Regions from separate parts of the Mus musculus genome. Here region 1 is linked to region 2. The links are chromatin contacts, called in public promoter capture Hi-C maps. All regions are on one chromosome and are shown on one strand. Each heading gives the region's core, a stretch centred on a gene start, on an enhancer-like site or on the middle of the called end of the contact. The rest is flanking DNA. Distances are from core to core; before and after follow the strand shown. Region 1 holds the start of Tusc1 (tumor suppressor candidate 1). Region 2 holds the start of Mtap (methylthioadenosine phosphorylase).

Region 1 (5,757 bases), core at 853-3,352, 4.2 Mb before region 2:
ACGATATACTCCTTAGCCATATGTGAATGCTCATTAATAAAGCAACCTTCAAGTTTTGAGAGATGACTCAGCAGTTAAGAGCACTAGCTGTTCTTTTAGAGAATCCAGGTTCTAGTCCCAACACTTAAACAGCTGTTCACAACCTACTGGTAATTGTTTCAGGGGATCTTACACCCTATGTCTTCTGGCCTCTGAGGGAGCCAGGCACAATCATGGTACAGAGACATGCAGACAAACTACCCACACATTAAATAATAAATAAGGTATAAAAGAAAGTCATCATAGTTTCTACTTATCTTTTTGTTGGACTGCTTTTTGTTTTTCTTACCTCCCCTCTTCTGTTGTCTTTTGAAAAACCACAAACATACACACACACACACACACACACACACATTTACTTTATCACATAGACTAGCAATATAAACTGGGATTCTCTATCATCAGTTGTATCTGCTTAATAGGACATTTAGCATTACTTTATTACCAAGTCAGAAGCATTCAGAAGTTAAGTGTGGTCTAAAGCAGAGATCACAGAGGCCTACTTTTCCATTCAACTAGGGCCAATTTTCTTTAGTAAAACATTAAAAGACAATGAAGCATTTGATTGTAAGATACTATTCAAGAGAAACAGCACAACCTGAAACTTGAAACGAGTAAAATTCTAGGTTTTTGTTTTGTTTTGTTTTGTTTTCTTTCGAGACAGGGTTTCTCTCTATAGCCCTGGCTGTCCTGGTACTCTCTTTGTAGACCAGGCTGGCCTCTAACTGGAAATCTGCCTGCCTCTGCCTCCCAAGTGCTGGGATTAAAGGCGTGCATCACCACCGCAAATACTAGTTTTATAAATGACATAAAAGGAAGAACGCTAATAAAAATGGGCTGGTACCTAATTTATAGCATGTAGACAGTGATACATTCTTGTTATAATTTTATCATGATGTATGCAGGTATTCAGACTCTTAAAAGAGTTGCCATGTCTAAATCCCAGAGCAAATCATCTTTCCTAGCAAACTACCATTCCATCCTTCTACAATGTCTGGATATGCTAACAACATATTCTTGGTTCTGTAGTCTATAGAGAAGTCAGGTTCTGTCTCCAATGTTTACAGCCTAAAATTTACATTTTAATGTAAATTAAGAATGACAACCTTTTCTTAAACTAAACTCACTTAAATTCTGAAATATCTTTGTTACTGATTTAATGAAATGACTGTTTAGAACTGAATTTGTGGTATTTTAGTATTTTAGCTGGAAAAATTAAAGAACAATAACTGAGTGTTGGTTTTTCTAATTAATTTGAACCACAGTACTCCTAGGCACTACCTGTCCATTTCCTTGGTGTGGTAGTTTTGTAGATCACGTGGTACCTAAAAATTAAACAGAACCTTGTCTGAAACACAGATTCTAACTAACATGTATTTTCTTTGCCATCATTCGGGGCCTATGTAGGTTGAGATCCTTAGGAAAAAATAGCAATGTGCTTCACATAAACGTATGTATCCAACCGTCTCCAGATTGTTTGGAAACATCTGAATATTCTGTATCTCAAATAAATAAAACTATAGTTTATAAATTTTAAGAACTGCCCTGAGATGTGACCCAGTAAAGTTTCAACACATAAATTCTCCAGTATTTGGAGTGCTACCTGTTGGAGTCAGAGAGCCTCATGGCAGGTGCAGCCCAATAAAGTTTTGTGTTTCTTAAACATGGGCGTGGTTTCAAATAGGTTTCAAACGCTATAAACGCAATGAGCTCTCCAGCAGTCTCAAAACTCATTTTGTTTCTAGACTGCCATGTAAGTCGCAAAGTATGCACTGGAGGCTGTGCTGGGGAGCAGGGCAAGGCGGGAGTGTTCCCGCAGTGCCCAGGCCCGCGGGGAAGCGGTGGGCACCCGGCACCCAGCAGAGGACAAGGCTTTCCGGGCACGGACACAGGGCTGAGCAGCAGAGCGCTCCCCAGGGGCGTCGTGTGTGAGGCGACCAGCGACCGCAGGCCCAGGGGGCCCGCTCAGCCGCGAGAGACAAGGACACGCCTCAGCTCGGGCCAACTCCCGGCCTCCTCTGGCCTGCCGCCAGCACCGCCTGCCACCTTTCTTCCTCCGCCCGCGACCGAGCGCCCAGCCAGGCCCCAAGTCCGCCCGCGCCCCGCGCGCGGCCCCTCGGGCCACGGACTGGCGGCGCGACCAGACCGGACCGATGTGGCGCATGCGTGGTGGCGCCACCCGGCGCGGGAGCTGCGGCGGGGAAGGCGGCGGGAGCCGCGGCGAGTCGGGCCGCCTGGGCCGGGCCCGTGAGGGCGGCGGTGGCGGTGGCGGCGTGGGCTGGCGAGGCCGCGCGGGCGGGGCCCGGCGACAGCTGGAGGAGCGCTTCGCCGACCTGGCGGCCAGCCACCTGGAGGCCCTGCGCGCGCGGGACGAGCGGGACCGGCAGAACGCGCGGCTGCGCGAGGAGAACGCCCGCCTGAGGCTGGAGAACCGTCGGCTCAGGCGCGAGAACCGCAGCCTCTTCCGCCAGGCTCTGCGGCTGCCGGGCGACAGCGGCGAGCGGGAGGCCGCCGTCGAGACCCTCGCCCCGGACGAGCCCGCCACCAACCGCAAGGCGAGAGGCCATGGCCGTGAGGAGGAGCCGGGCAGCCCCAGGGCGCTGCGGGCCCGGCTAGAGAAGCTGGAGGTCATGTACCGCCGAGCGCTCCTGCAGCTGCACCTAGAGCAGCAGGGCGCGCGCCCGCCGGGAGCCATCGAGGAGCCACCGCTCCAAGAAACTGCCACCGGCCTGTGCGCCCATGATCCGGACGTTCCGAGGCCCTGGCTGTAGTCCGAGGGCACGGAGGGAGGTGGGACCTGCGCGCGCCCCGCCTCCGTAGTACTCCGGGCTCCGCCCCTCTCAGCACGCGGAAGTTTGAAGTCCTGAGCTCCTGAACTCCAGCCCCACCCAAGGGCACTTCCAGGCGCCAAATCCGTTGGCCTGATGGAGAAAGAGAAGCAAGAGTTTCCCAGTTCCCACTTGTGCAAAGCAACTGCCAAGTACACTGCTGGTGTGTTGAGAGGGGTCCAACAACTCTAAGACCTGCTTTAAAGCAGCAAGAACTGGGTGCCTGGTCGCACCTCCTAAATTCTTGAAGTTTTCAAAGTGTTGTGAGGACCAGTTTTTTTGCCACCCCTCCCCCCCCCCCCATCTTTGATGCTTTGAAGGATGAATAGTGTATTTGATTGGTGATGCCTGTTCATTCTACTGTCCAAAAACTCTGCTCTTTTCTCTTATACAACCCACCTTTTAAGTGTGTTTTGTAAATTGCTGACTTGGATAGCCCATGAAGTACTACCTTTTTATAAAGAAAAAAATATTTATAATTGCCCGTCATTCCAATCCACATATGTTTAATATATTCTCGTGTGTTGGCCTCCAGAGATCTTTTTAGAGTATCTTCTGACAGGTGATGATTTGAGCTGATAAATAAACTGGTGCATTGAAATCAAAAATTTCCATGACTGTTATTTGATGTGTTTTGAAGCTTTATAGGTTTCTCTAAGCCTATATATGTTACATATTTTAATATCTGTCTTTGTTTATTTTTTGTAATCTTTTGGATTATACAAAATCTTGACAAAACTCGAGATAGTTTGAAGATTGTTTTATTACTACATTTTAGATGAACATTAATGCTTATTCAGATAGTTCATGATTATTTCGCCTGATTTTTACAACCTTCAGGAAATCTTAAATTCCTTCTATATTATACAAAAATTCCCAGTGAATTATGCATCAGTTGTGTTCTTGTTATTGAAAAACAAAGAATAACAACACATGCTCTAAGCTTGTTTTCTTGAAATATTCATTTGAGACTGAGTAATGCTTGGTAGCTCAGGTTGGGCTGGAACTTAGCCCTCCACCTGCTGCCTACTAAGTGCTAGGATTATGAGCCTATGCCACCATCAACATAATTTGCCTACTAAACAGTAAAGAAAATCCAATGTACCTGATAAAACTTGTGGTAACAAAAAGATGTGCTAACTTTCCCATAAGCACCATAAGAATTATTGGTAACAAAAGTCAGGCCATTCAGAGAAAAGAATAGTTACAATTTTACATGCCCCAGAAGCCAAGGGGAAACTTTTGAAACCATCACTGAATGAATGTTACCCTATAGAAGTTAGTGAATGATAATTATAAACTAAGAGTTATAGACTGAGAGGAAAATCTAGGAAGGCCTATTTACTCTCTTCTTGACCTCTTTATGGCATTTTCCCCTGGGCACAGATCGTGACTTCTTTCTAAAAGTTGATCTTAGGTCAACTATCAAGTTAGATCAAAAGTTTCCTTTATGACTGTCTCAAATGGGAAACCATGGGATATTTAAAATAGTGTTTATACATTTTATAGCTGTCTTTTGAGGAAGGTTTCTGTAACTTGTCTTAGAAAAAGGAAAATTGTGGATTTTATGGCTTGTTTGTGGGAGGAGACAACTTTTGAAAGACCTAAAGAAGGTGAAAAAGAGATTATTTGAAAGTGTTCAGTATAGGTACACTCAGCTTTGGAGTATTGTTTCTGAGCCCCTTGTACATCATGGGTTCAAAAGTGTTGAAATGTTTGGCACAGGGGATGGCAAATGAATAGAGAAGTTAAGAAATATGTATATACTGTGTATAGCAACTTCCAAAAAGTCTAAATACTACATTTCAAATACTTATTACAAAACAAGGCCTAAGGCCTGTTAAAAAGAATTTGAGAATGCTTTCTATATTGCCTATAGGCAATTGATATTCCATTGTGAATATTGAAGCCTTCCTTTGTGCCTAAAGTATATCAGAATTTGCTGGAAATAGAAGGTATGTGAAAATTCGTACTATCCCCATTCATTTCTTGCTTTTACAGAGAAGTAAATCATTTATAGAAGGTATTAGAGTTTGAAAATAAGATGATCCCAGCACTCAGGAGGCAGAGGCAGGCAGATTTCTGAGTTCGAGGCCAGCCTGGTTTACAGAGTGAGTTCCAGAACAGCCAGGGTTATACAGAGAAACCCTGTCTCACCCCACCCCCCAAAAGATGAAAAGATTATATGTCCTACAGGTATTTTACTGTAGCTTTAATTTAGCTTTTATTTAGTTAATTTAGCTTTAATTTAGTTATTTTCTCTAGGACTTATTTTTCTCATTAGTGAACAAACACAAGATCTTCATCAAAATGTTGTAAAACATGAGAGGATGGCATTTCTGGCATAAAAATAGCCAAGTCTTTTTTTTTTTTTTTTTTTTTTTTTTGGTTTTTCAAGACAGGGTTTCTCTGTATAGCCCTGGCAGTCCTGGAACTCACTTTGTAGACCAGGCTGGCCTCAAACTCAGAAATCTGCCTGCCTCTGCCTCCTATGTGCTGGGATTAAAGGCGTGTGCCACCACGACCAGCAGTGTGTGAGTTTTTACTGTGAATAAATAGCAAATTTGTCAGATTTACTGGTGGAAAAGGTGTAATGAAATACAGACATAGATTAACTTTTGTGCACATTTCATAAAAGATGTTAACAATTCTCAAACCAACATATCCTATAAAGTGGAAGAAGGCTAAATCACATTTCTACTTTACTGACTTCCATGTTGACCATGGGTAAAGTACATTGCAGAATGAAAGATGACTTCTTATAACAAAACATGTAGTCATTTAAAGAGTGTATAAAGTCAATATTAGAAAAATTACCAGGGGCCTAGTTTAATCTTTATGAAAGTAAAAATGCAGTATACACTACTTTACTAAAGGAACTCTTCATTGT
Region 2 (5,798 bases), core at 704-3,203:
CCTCTCTATTGGCAGGACTATGGATGCTGGTGTCTGCCACCAGCTCCCCAGCAAGGGTGCTGAGGGTCCAAATTCATGTTCTCACACTTGGGCAGCAAGCACTCCAGAGACGGAGCCACTTCACTCTCGCGCTAAGATATCGTTTTTATAGGTTATTTTGCTCTGGATAGGGACCCTTCCTGTTTTCTATGTGGGGTGCTGCCTTAGCAGTTTGTGGAATATGGTGTTGGCATCATGATTTTTTATTAGCAATGTTCTCACCTGTTGCAATCTCAAGAAGAGAACTCAGCAGGTATTCCGAGCACCATTTATATCTCTAAGTTTTATTTCAAAAGCTTGCCAAGATAAAAAAAATACATATCATTCAATATTTACATAGCTCTTTCTGCTCTTAAGTGGACCACATTCATTTTGCAGGGAAACTGTGTGTTGGGCAGAAGGCTAACCAGATTAAAGCAAATTCTTTCTGTTGAGATATGCTGGTCCTTGCACAGATAGTATTATCCTGACTGGACTGATTAAGTGTGAAGTTCTAGCTATTTGGTTTTACTCACATTGTGGGACAGAGATGACAAATAGATCTATCTTCAAATCACAGGCCTCTACCTCAGTGAAATTTCCAGCCCACAATATGTTAAAATCTCCACTTTATAAATAAGTACCTACTGTACCTTGCACATGAAGACCCTTTCTGCCCCGTTCCTGCTGACTGGAACCATGGCTTTCTATAAATGTAAATAATCCTTTTCAAAATGGAGAAAAGAAAAAGTTGGCCCCTATGACCGAATGCAGCAACCTCACCCTGAGTGGTTCATGAAGCCCTGCAGGGCCCCAGTATACAATGCCCTGGCACGCTGAAGGCTAAATGCAGAGATGGGCCTCTTGCAAGGGCATCAAACGGCACTGCAGGCAATCAAAAGGATGCCTGAAGAAAACTGTGCACTTCCTGTAGCATGGGTCAGAAATTCCTAAACTGAATCAAATTAACTGCGTTCTTGGCTAATAATAAACAGCCTAGAAAGGACTTAAACACCAGTGTTTCCTGGGCTCCGTTATTCCACTCTCTACCCATCAATCAGGATGTGTTTAAAACTCCCCAAGGGAGGCTCACTCCAACTCTCAGAACTCATGCTCTCATCTGGCCAGCTGTTCCCGGCGCACAAGAGTCCCTTGTGTCCAGATCTCTGGGGACCTAAGGCCTAAGAAAATAACTCTAACTTTCAAGGTTGGAAAGCGGTTTATAAGACAGAGGCCTCCAGTCTGAGAGCGGTCCGCGCTCTGTTTCAGTATTTAAAAAGTCTCAGAGCTCCCTCAGCTCTGCGCTGCCGAGGTAAAACAAAGCAAAAGGAAATCTAAGTTTGGAGGGGGAAATGAAGCCGAAGCATGCAAAAGAGCAAGTGCCAGCTCTCCCACGTGGGCCTAGTCAAAGTAGCGGAAGCTTAAGTCCCGTAAGACTAGAGGGACCGACGCAGCAGCCGCAGGAGCTGAGCCACGCGCCAGCTCCCGCCTGGGGGGGAGTGGTACTAAAAGAGGGTGGCAGCGGGGCGCAGTCCCCTCCATCATCCCGCTCCCCCTTCTATTACCCCACTCCCCATCAGAGCCCCGGTTACCACCGCTCGGGCCCGGAATGCAGATGAGTTCAAAGGCTGGGGACATCGGGGTGGCGCTGGGTGCCGCGCGCCCTGTCCCCTCCCTGCTGAGCGGTGGGTGGGGGGCGCTCCGGCTGGGGACACAGCCTGGAGGCTCGAGAAGGAACCCTGCAGGGCTGGCCCATTCACAGCTTGTAGGGTGATCTCACCTTCACCGCCGTGCAGGCGGAGCCCGAGGCCATGTCTGCACCAGGGAAGTCCACAGCGGGCCGCAGCGTGGGACCGGGAGGAGACTGCGGGGCCGGCGTGGCGCGGGAGTGAGCAGTGCGGGGACCCACGGGCTCTGGCTCCTCCTCTTCCTCCCGGGGAGCGCGGGATTGGCTGTTCTCCTCCACCCTCCTCCTCAAATCAGGTTCCCGCCTCCCGTCCCTCTTGCAGAGTTTTCGGCTTCTCGGGGCTTCTGTTGTTACTGTGCAGCCTGATGGCGAGTCTATGATCAAGATAGAAAAGCCACTTAGGATGTGCTTGTCACTTTGTCTTTTAACTGTTTCACAAGAACATGGTGAGGTAGCGCATTACTGCCAGTTCTGCGGCGACTTGGCTGCCCCGGTGGCCAGGGCTGTAAAATCAGGGCCTGCCGCATTCCTGGGCTTTGGGGAGGGCGGAGGGAAACTGAAGAGTGCTAGCTTGAGATTCCCGCCCCCCACAGCTCTGATTTACAAACTGGTTTATTTAGCTTCTGTTTGGCGGGGAGCTTTTAAGGAGGCAGGACCCTCCCCAACACCCAGCCTGATGCTACCAGCAAGGGGCATTTTTAAAATTCCTTTATACAATGGCTAGTGATGCAGATTTGTAATCCCACTCACTCATGAAGTCTGGTCAGCAAGCAGTATGGCAAGTTCAAAGTCTTACTTGGTTACAGAGTGAGTTCAAGACCATCTTGAGCAATATTAAGAGTCTATCTCAAAAATAAACAGAGGGCTTGGTATTTAGCTCAGCACTAAAGTGTTTATCTAGCATCCAAGGAGACACTAGCTTCAATCCTCACTCCAATAAAATAAGCAAAAATTAAAACAAAACTTTCTATGCCAGGGCAGCATACGGTACAGCAGGATTCAGGTCAGGACCTGTGTCTCTGTGATGCAATACCAGCAAGACCCACTCTGACCCCAGCGACCTTTCCCCTGGATACTCTCTCTGAGAGGCCCTATCCCTTCTCTACTAGGACAATTCATTATAGCCTTTGATGGTACAAGCTGCGCCAAACAAAATGCTGGGCAGCAGCTATCTTTTTTTTTTTCTTAGTTTATTTCATTATTTATATGTATGCACACACAAATACCTGCAGGTGTGTTTGTGTTTGTGTGTGTGTGTGTGTGTGTGTGTGTTTGTCCAGAACCCAGCCTGAAGCTGGAGTAACAGGCAACTGTGAACTGCCTGATATAGATTCTGGAAACCGAATTTACCTCTACAAGTGCTCTTAACCCCTGAGCCATCTCTCCAACCCTGGGTGACAGCTATCATTTTTTAAGGTTTATTTATTACTATATCTAAGTACACTGTAGCTGTCGTCAGATGCACTAGAAGAGGGCATCAGATCTCATTACGGATGGTTGTAAGCCACCATGTGGTTGCTGGGATTTGAACTCAGGACCTTTGGAAGAGCAGACAGTACTCTTAACAGCTGAGCCATCTCGCCAGCCCTGGGTGACAGCTATCTTAAGGGTGGTCCCCCGAGATATAGAAAAAGCTACAAATTTCTCTGTGGTTGGGAAGGAGCCAAGGAAGGAGATTCTGTTTTCTTCTTCTCAGCAGTGTTAACTGAAAGTTCCCAGAGAAAAGGTACCCTCGACTCGCATTCGACGAGGCCGATGAACTAATCAGGCTTGTGGAGAGTTGGAAAGTTTCTGGCCCAGAGCCTACCTTGCCCTGTCTTGCCCCACTAAGTGGTACTTACTATCTGCCTTTCTGTGTGCCTTATTGTCCTTGTGCCTATTGGGTAAATCTTTTGGAGTGTACAAAGCTAGCTCCCACCAATCCCAAAGGCGAGCCTCATCGGTAGCATCTGCAGCCTACACTCTATCCTTCCCTATAAGTCACCTGTGTGATGTTTTCAGGAATACATTCAAAGTGTTTTCCTGTGTGACTTTTGTTGTTGTCGTTGTTCCGTTCCTATGACAACTTGGTGAAACTGTTACTGTCCTGGAACATAATTTGGGTTGAACTAAATCTGTGTTCCCTGCCCTGGCCACTCATGCTTGGGTCCAAAACAAGTTCTCAGACTGTCTTTGGTGTGAGAGCTGGTGTTTATGTCAGTAGTAAAGCAATACCCGTACACCTCCATTTAATGAATCTCCACCTTCTGTTGGTGTGGATGCTGCCTGATGCTGTGTAGACCCATTCGTCGCCATTATCCACTCTGTGTCTAAGTTTTCTCAAGATATAAACATTTCTTCTGTTACAATCATTTTAGGTTATAAAATACAATGGAAAGCTGGGTGTGGTGGCGTAAGGCTGTGATTTTAGCATATAGAAGACAGAGGCAGGAGGATTGTAACTTTGAGGCCAGCCTGAGAAACATAGTGGGATACTGTCTCAGAAACCTAAAAACTAAACATAATGGCAGAAGTGATACAAAAATATTAGGTTAGGATGTGGTAGTGAGCTGGCTCAGTAGGTAAAGGAGTTCGCTGCCCAGCCTGATGTCAGAGCCCAATGAGGAGACTATAGAGAGAACTTCTTGTGTTTTGTATGGATGTATCACCTGTCAATTAAAAAACCTATGGCCTATAGGAAATGGTAGAATAGAAAGTGGGACATCCCAGAGGCAGAAAGAATTCTTTGATAGAGCCAGGCAAGGGAGGTTTGCCCAGGAAGAAGTGACTAGACAGACACATGCTACCCAAGCACAGGTAACCAGTCACGTGACAGAATGTGGTTTAAAACAATTGGGTTATTTAAGTTATGATCTAGTCAGACAAGACCCTAGCTATATGACCAAGGTATTTGTAAATATATTTGAGTCCAAATCTTTTATCTGGGAACATGGGGCTTGGAGGAAAAACAAGACCAAGCTACTACAGGAGACGAGAACCAATTTCTATGGATTGTTCTTTGACCTCCCCATGAATGCTCAAAGATACACACACACACACACGTAATCTACTACAAAAATAGAAAAAAAATTAGGAGCCTGAGAATACTGATGGATGAAAGTACTTCCCTAAAGGCCTCTCAGCTGATGGATCTTTTGGGTCTTTGGAAGCCTGCCACTCAGTGTGGACCCAGTGCAGAGCATGCAGGAGACAAGGAGCTTTATGGCCGAGAGATAAGATGGATCTTATCTGCCCATCCCCCCTCCATCCTCTCACAATTCCCCCCCCTCTTCTCCTCTGAAAGAGTGGAGGCCTCTCTGGGTATCTCCCCACCCTGGCACATCAAGTCCCTAAGAAGCTAGGCGCATCTGCTCTTTGGTTGGAGGTTCAGTTTCTGTGAGCCTCCATGAGCCTGAGTTAGTTAATTCTGTCGGTTTTCTTGTGGTGTCCTTGACCTCTCTGGCTCCGTCAATCCTTTCCTCCACTCTTCTACAAGACTTCCTGAGCTCCACCTAACGTTTATCTGTTAATCTCTGCATCTGTTTCCATCAGCTGTTAAATGAAGCCTCTCAGAAGACTCCTTCCTAGGCTCCTGTCTGCAAGCATAGCGGACTATCATTAATAGTGTCAGGGGCTGGCTCTCTCCCCTGGGATGTGTCTCAGGTTGGGCCAGTCATTGGTTGGCCATTCCCTCAAACTCTGCTCCATCTTTATCCCTGCACATCTTGTAGTCAGGGCATATTTTGGGTCAAAGTTTTTGTAAATGGGTTTCTGTCCCCTCCCTCCACTGGAAGTCCTGTGTGGTGACAGGATGTGGTCACTTCAGTCTCCATAGCTCCAGTTGCTAGGAGTCTCAGCTAGGTTCTTCCCATTCCAGATCACTAGCTCTTCCCAGAGTTGTCCCCCCCACCTATTTCCATTCCCTCTCCCCTCAAAACCTGATCCCCACCCGTGAGCCCCTCCCCTTTTCTCATTCAGTTCCCTTCCTTCCTCCACATCTGATATCTATTTTATTTCCACTTCTGAGTGAGTTTCAAGAATCCTCTCTTGGAACCGTCTTGTTCTTAGCTTCTTTGGGTCTGTGGATTATAGCATGGGTAGCCTATCCTGTACT

Evidence for each region. Promoter capture Hi-C pulls out the DNA fragments that hold promoters and counts their contacts.
Region 1: a promoter capture Hi-C map of pre-B cells shows a contact between it and region 2. The contact joins the promoter of Tusc1 here to the promoter of Mtap in region 2. A contact is called at or near these places in 2 of 39 promoter capture datasets (liver and pre-B cells).

Annotation. Positions count from the first base shown.
Region 1 is chr4:93,331,856-93,337,612 of GRCm38.p6, reverse strand. Tusc1 (tumor suppressor candidate 1) reads left to right here and starts at 2,102. Exons shown (of 1, transcript NM_026954.1): 1 at 2,102-3,465. The coding sequence starts at 2,193. The coding sequence ends at 2,810.
Region 2 is chr4:89,133,525-89,139,322 of GRCm38.p6, reverse strand. It overlaps Mtap (methylthioadenosine phosphorylase), which reads right to left and starts at 1,953. Exons shown (of 8, transcript NM_024433.2): 1 at 1,799-1,953. The coding sequence starts at 1,831.